Regions from separate parts of the Mus musculus genome. Here region 1 is linked to region 2. A link is a contact called in public HiChIP or PLAC-seq data. All regions are on one chromosome and are shown on one strand. The core of a region is the stretch at or near the end of the contact, and the rest is flanking DNA. Distances in the headings are between cores, read along the strand shown.

Evidence for each region. HiChIP or PLAC-seq counts read pairs in DNA pulled down with a chosen protein or histone mark.
Region 1: a contact with region 2 is called in an H3K4me3 HiChIP or PLAC-seq map of embryonic basal ganglia, with 6 times the contacts expected there. The contact joins two enhancer-like sites. A contact is called at or near these places in 10 of 39 promoter capture datasets (the 3T3-L1 cell line, the HPC-7 cell line, HPC-7-derived erythroid cells and 6 more), 1 of 484 Hi-C or Micro-C datasets (embryonic fibroblasts), 8 of 115 datasets of contacts at active chromatin or transcription factors (craniofacial prominence, embryonic basal ganglia, embryonic forebrain and 5 more) and 1 of 9 other capture datasets (embryonic stem cells).

Annotation. Positions count from the first base shown.
Region 1 is chr1:169,367,069-169,369,997 of GRCm38.p6, forward strand. All of the region lies in intron 2 of Gm34477 (a long non-coding RNA gene), which reads left to right. Among named protein-coding and RNA genes, the nearest start is that of Gm34477, 4.0 kb to the left of the region's middle. Within about 2 kb of position 1,428, at least 34 of the 459 cell types and tissues checked have an H3K27ac peak or open chromatin away from gene starts, as enhancers often do. A contact at or near this core is called in embryonic basal ganglia, where this site is marked.
Region 2 is chr1:168,416,519-168,419,486 of GRCm38.p6, forward strand. All of the region lies in intron 2 of Pbx1 (pre B cell leukemia homeobox 1), which reads right to left. Among named protein-coding and RNA genes, the nearest start is that of Pbx1, 14 kb to the right of the region's middle. Within about 2 kb of position 1,348, at least 111 of the 459 cell types and tissues checked have an H3K27ac peak or open chromatin away from gene starts, as enhancers often do. A contact at or near this core is called in embryonic basal ganglia, where this site is marked.

The DNA of each region.
Region 1 (2,929 bases), core at 178-2,677, 950 kb after region 2:
TTAATAGAGGAATTTTGTCAGTAACTAGGTTCACTTATTAACACTAATTTAAATAATGGTAGCAATGTTGATAGAAACATCAAGTACAAGATTAAATGATATATGATACAACTATCATAGTATTATTTGATTATATAAAACTAGTGCCAGAGATGTACATGCAGGAGACAATTTTAATAGCTATAAATATTATTGAAGCTTACAGGCCTACAAGCAAAAGATATCAAATCCAAAACAGTATGTGAGCAGTTTAGGTTTCTTGGTAAATCATCTGGCATTGACTAGTGGAGCAGGCTAACTGTTTAAAGAGTGTTCTTAGATACTGGACTGAAGGAGAGAGAGAGGGAAGGGGAGGAGGGAGGGAGAGAGAGGTTGTTGAGGGCAAGGAGACAGCCCACACTTCCAAAGGAAATCGTTTATAGCTGGATTGCTGGTGATTTTACAGAAGGGGAGAGTTCCAAAGCCAGGGCAGGCGTGTTTCTCCAGCAGGCAGAGTTATGGGGTCAGTCTGCAAGCCATAAAGCTCTGAGGTTTGTGAAAAGCTCTATATGGGCCTCAATAAACAACAATGATCAGGTTAACCTCTTGCTTCTGAGATACTCCTGCCTTCCGGGCTGCAGCTGGTTCTGGTCGTGAATATGGCCAAAGGCATCCCTGATTGAGCCTGTCCTTTTGCAGAGTGGATGCAGAGCTACCAAATGACATAAGGTGACCTCAGGATCGAAGGTCTTGATGAGTATGGTTGTGAGACTATAGTGTGAAGGTATTTTACATTACCCGCTATCCCTTCAGCCGAACAAAAAGAAAGCACCCCTCTGTAGAGTGTTTATTTTGTTTAAAGTCCCTCTGATGAGCTCCTGGGCTCCGTAGTTATATAACAAAGTAGTGGCGTAATATATGAGGGCAGTGAGGTGGGAGTTGAACATACCTGTATTTGCAGCCATAATGAGAGCTCAGAGGTAACAAGGGGGGTGATTTGGATAATAATTAATAACCTGAGTTGCAAGCACAACTGGATCCGCATGCAAATGCTGTGACCCTGCGGTGGAGCCTCTTGAAGAAGAAGGTGCTTTATTGCCTCTGTCAGGCATTCCCTTCTCAGCTGTGATTCCTCACAGCCTTGGTGGTTTGCATACTGCAGCTAAACATTAGGCCATAATGAATGACAACTCAGCCACTCTGCACACTGCAGAGAGAAGCTGCCATAATTGGCTCCCCCATCGCCTTCCCATCCCCCTCTGCGAAGGCAAGCAGGCACCAAGCAGACACTGCCACACTGATGCAGAGGGACTGAGAATCCCACATGCTGTGAGGGTGCCCAGGGAGTGTGCCCGTGATGGGTTCACATGCATCCCAGAGACATCCCAGAGGCACAGCCCTTCCTTCCTGCTCTCCTCTGACTCAGGGAACAGAGCATGAGAGTGTCCTGGGTCGGTGAGCCAGCTCACCAGACTTCTTCGCTGTGTTATGTCCAGGTTCAAGAGAAGAGCCACAAGAATGGTTAGAGCAAAATAACTGAACAAATTTGATTTTATCCCCTGTGAGATATAGCTAGGGTTTTTTTTTTGTTTTGTTTTGTTATTTTTGGGATTTTGGGGGGGTGTTGTTTGGTTGGTTTTTTATTTTTTTTTCTCTCGTCAAACTAAGTGCCACGACCTCTGTTCTAGATTTCTCTTTCCACAAGATATACAACCTGGATAGCTGAGTAACAGGGAGCTGAGTTGCAAATTGTCATGCTAGCCGTGATGACTGCACATAAGACCAAATATTAGCTGTAACTATTTTATCAAACTTAAAATCAAGCTGTTAGTTGTCTGTTCAGTTGCTACAACAAAGTGACCTGACAGCAGTAACTCGAGAGAGGAAGTGTTTATTTTAGATCACTGCTCCTGGGGTCAGTGAGTCAGGATAGGGAAGTCAGCTGGTCCAGTCTGATCTGCACTCAAGGAGCAGAGAGCAGTGAATGACTCTGCCCTTTCATTATTTTTCCATCTGGTCAGGCAGCTAGGGTATGCCTTTCCTTAATTAGTCAGATCTAGAAAACCCCTCATTGATATACCCAGAGATTTGTCTCCGAGGCAATTCTAGATCCTGTCAAATTGACGATCAACTTAAACTATCAAGCCATGTAAATTTAAAAAAAAAAATCATCTTGTATCAGTCTACTATTCAAAGGCCCACGTGTAAAACTTTCTTATGTTACGACAAGTCCTACTTTCTGTATTCTGAATTACTTACTAAACAATAGCCTACCCGTGAGGCTTCGATGTTTGCATTTCATTATAAACCAAAGTAACTAGCAAAAAACTAGAAACTCTGGTAATGAACAATGTTAGCCTGAGGGGATTTTTTAATGTTGAGTGGAAGGTAAGATGCTCAGAGACAGAACAATTGCCTTCTGGGAGAAGTTTCTTATCTGTTCTGTGCAGCTACTAGAAATTCGGCTGGGATTCTCATTTGATTGCCTTGTTTTGGATAGTCTTATGTGTGATGGTCCTTTCTCTTCATAATTCATGAATAGTGTGAATGATTTGAAAACAAACCGATAGCAAGAACTTATATAGACACTTATAGCTAGCTGCCCGGCACAGCTGTTGAGACAAAAGGCTCCTGAGAGAGATTCCCGAGTTCACTTAAGTATTGTAGATTACTAATGAAAAAGGTAATCTAATTAAGATTACTAATGAAAAAGATAAGAAGATAATCTCAGTTCTCTCAGAATAAGCATGACCATTGGACAGCCAGGTGATAGGAAGAGAAGACTTGTGTCAGAGAGCTGGCAGAGGCAAAGGGAGAGATGGTTTGCCATTCAGTTGACTGTCAACTTTCTATATAGTTGGTCTGAAGGTTTCTCCCCTCTTCACTCTTCCTGTGGAAGCCTCACTTGCTTGGAAATTAGAAATGTATTTAAATAAATTGTTATCTTTTG
Region 2 (2,968 bases), core at 98-2,597:
AGTCTCTGAAACAAGGCAAGGGGACATACAAGAAACTAGGTAGCATAGAAGTCCTGGAGCCTTCTCTGAGTGTTCAAGAAATCACACCAAGCTTAACAAATGTCAAAGCTGTTTAAAGTACATCAAGGTTCTTAGGGTTAAAAATTTCCCCAGGGTAAGTGCTGCACTCCCCATAATAGCTGAGAGATAAAGAAGGCAGGATGGGAGGGATTTCAGAGTAACTCCAAGTTTTGCGATTTAATCCAATTCGATAGATGAAGCAACAACTGGGCTATTTGTTGATCAGAGATGAAACAGAGGCAACTAAGGAAAGAGCTGCCCCTACCCCACCCCCTACCGAATCTCACTTCTTTATGCAAAACCTCCTCCAGGGTTGAAGCGTGCATTTGAGAAAGCAGCCCCCACTGCTGGAAGCCCAAACAGCACAGGCACAGCCCAGAGTAGGAAGCCTGGGGGCCCTGCTGGCATCATCGGGGAATCCAGCCCCACACTAAAAGTGTTCCGTAAAGGAAGCAAGACTCCAGAGCAAGAGGATGCTTTCCAGGAAGACCGTTCTCCTGTCACCCTTGGGGTCAGCCTGGAGGAATGAGAGGAGCCTGGCCTGCAGTGCTCCCAGCCGATCCTCGGCCTCCAGGGCCAAGCACCGGGGTAGCAAAGTTCAGCTCAAGCCTTGCAGATCTGCACTGGGGACTTGAGACAAGACCCCGAGAGTGACCCTGAGTGTCTGCCTAACAGCCTCCCTGTGCATTCCCAGCTGCTGCAGGGCTGTACCAGGGCTAGTCTGTTGTGGATCTGTGATGACTCAGCCACTACACCCTGGTGCCTCTGTTAGGCTCAGATCCTCATGTGAGATTGTGCCTTGGGAGGATCTGTCCCCTGAGCACCAGGCTCTTCATCAAACTCCTTTACCACCCCAACTTCCTCCAACACCCTCAATTTCTCATTTCTTCCCCTGATTAAGGCAAAAAACACTTTCTTATGTCTTGAATATTCTTATTTATTGTTGGGTGCTCTCTCTCTCTCTCTCTCTCTCTCTCTCTCTCTCTCTCTCTCTCTCTCTCTCCTTCTTTATTCTTCCCCTCATCCCCTGCAAAGGATTCAGCTCCCCAAACCACACCATGACTTCTTACTCCTATCTAGCCAGCATCACCACTGACCGATACCTACTTGGGATTTATCCTCCTAAGGCCTTAGAGATGATTACAGACTCCCTAGCAAGAGGGCCACACAAAGGCGAGCTGAGCCCAGGTGCCTGCTCTTTGTTTTAACTGTGTGTTCATGTGGGCTGCTAGGAGGAGGCTCCAGCCTCTGCTTGCCCTGTGTGGCAAAGAATTAGCTCTGGGCTCTCAGAGCTAGCTGCTCCCGCCTTCCAGAAGGATGCCAGCTGGGCTCAGCCGGGTTCTCTCAAGGAGGCTTTCTTTGTTAGGGACGAAATATAAATGCCAAGTTTCAGCCCTATTAACAGTGGTAATTATTAGAAATCTCCTGAGAGCGGCAACACTTGAGATCTCAAATCACCCAAAACCTTCAGTGGAAAAAAAAAAAACAACCTGCTACTCTTTTCCAGGTTTAGTTTAGCCCAGACCACCAGGTAAATGTATTCCTTTGAGCTGCTGCTGGCAGATTCAACTGGTCTGAAAGCAAGACAAAAATGTCAACTTTCCTTTTTCCCCTGGCTGTTAACACATTTGCAGGTAAAACCAAGCATCTTTCTTTTTAAAAAAAAGTAATAATAATAATAATAATCAAAAACAAAAAAAAAACAAAACAAAAAACAAAACAAAAACCAAAAAAACTCACTTTAATAACATTTCCAAAACGTTTCACTGACAGTTATGAGGAATGACAGAAGATCACCAAGTCACACGACAGGTCTATGGTGGAAGCAAACTCAAGACTTCCAAACTTTCTGGGCTTGACTTCATGAGCAACAGAAAGGTAGAACATGTTTCCTCATACATTCCATGAGATTTCCAATCTAGGATCCCACAGTTACAAATACATAGTACACATGCAACATTATTTGCTGCCGTTGCCAAGCCAGCAGGTAGATGACAGCACACTGGCCCCCAGCCGAAGGCTTCCGTCATAAACATTTTTTTCTTCAAATTCCACCCCTTTCCCCCCTTCTCAGTTTGTCTTATCCAATTCAGCTTGATTGATAGAAGTAGCCGTAGCACCACCATAACCAACTTTATGTGACCGCCTAGAAAAGATACAGGGATTCCCAGGCTAAATTAGAACTGCCATCTTAACGAGAGAGAATTCTCTCATAAACAGCTCCGCCTGCCTCCAAGTGTGTGTGTCTATGCTTGACAGTGGGTTATGTAGGACCTCATAGCCTGCAGAATGTAGGGTCGGACTAGTGAGTCTCTATATCCACGCAGACCAGGAAGGCTGAGAGCCAAAGGAGAAACTGGTATTCTCGAAATGACATGCTAACACAGAGACAGTGAGAGCACCAGGCTTCAAATGCAGTCTAGCAGCTTAGTCTAGCGATTATATCAACTATGGAGTCCGCCGACTGGTTCCCACTCTCTTGCAGCTAAAGATAGCGAGATGGCTGTTCGGCCCACTCGGTTATTTTAGGGAACCTCTGAGATTTTGTTAGGGGTAGAGAACCACAGATGAGCAGTTATGGAGAGAAGTGATTTAGAAAGACAGAGGAGGTGGTGTGGGGGCTGGCTTCGTTCTTGCTCATCCTGCCGCCCTCTAGAGGGTTCAGGGTACAAGAATGCTCTAACAAGCCTGTCCATATGTGGGCAGCCAGCTATAGACCCACCAGATCCACTTTGAAAAGGCAATAGCCACACGTGTCTTAATTTGCCAAAACAGAGAAGGAAGTATTCCTTCTGGATAGCCATTTAGTGGCTTGGCTGTCCAACCAATATGGTAGTAACACGTAGCCAGCAAGCTTGAGAAACACAACCTGGTGAATTAAGACACATCCCATACGGAACACAATGCT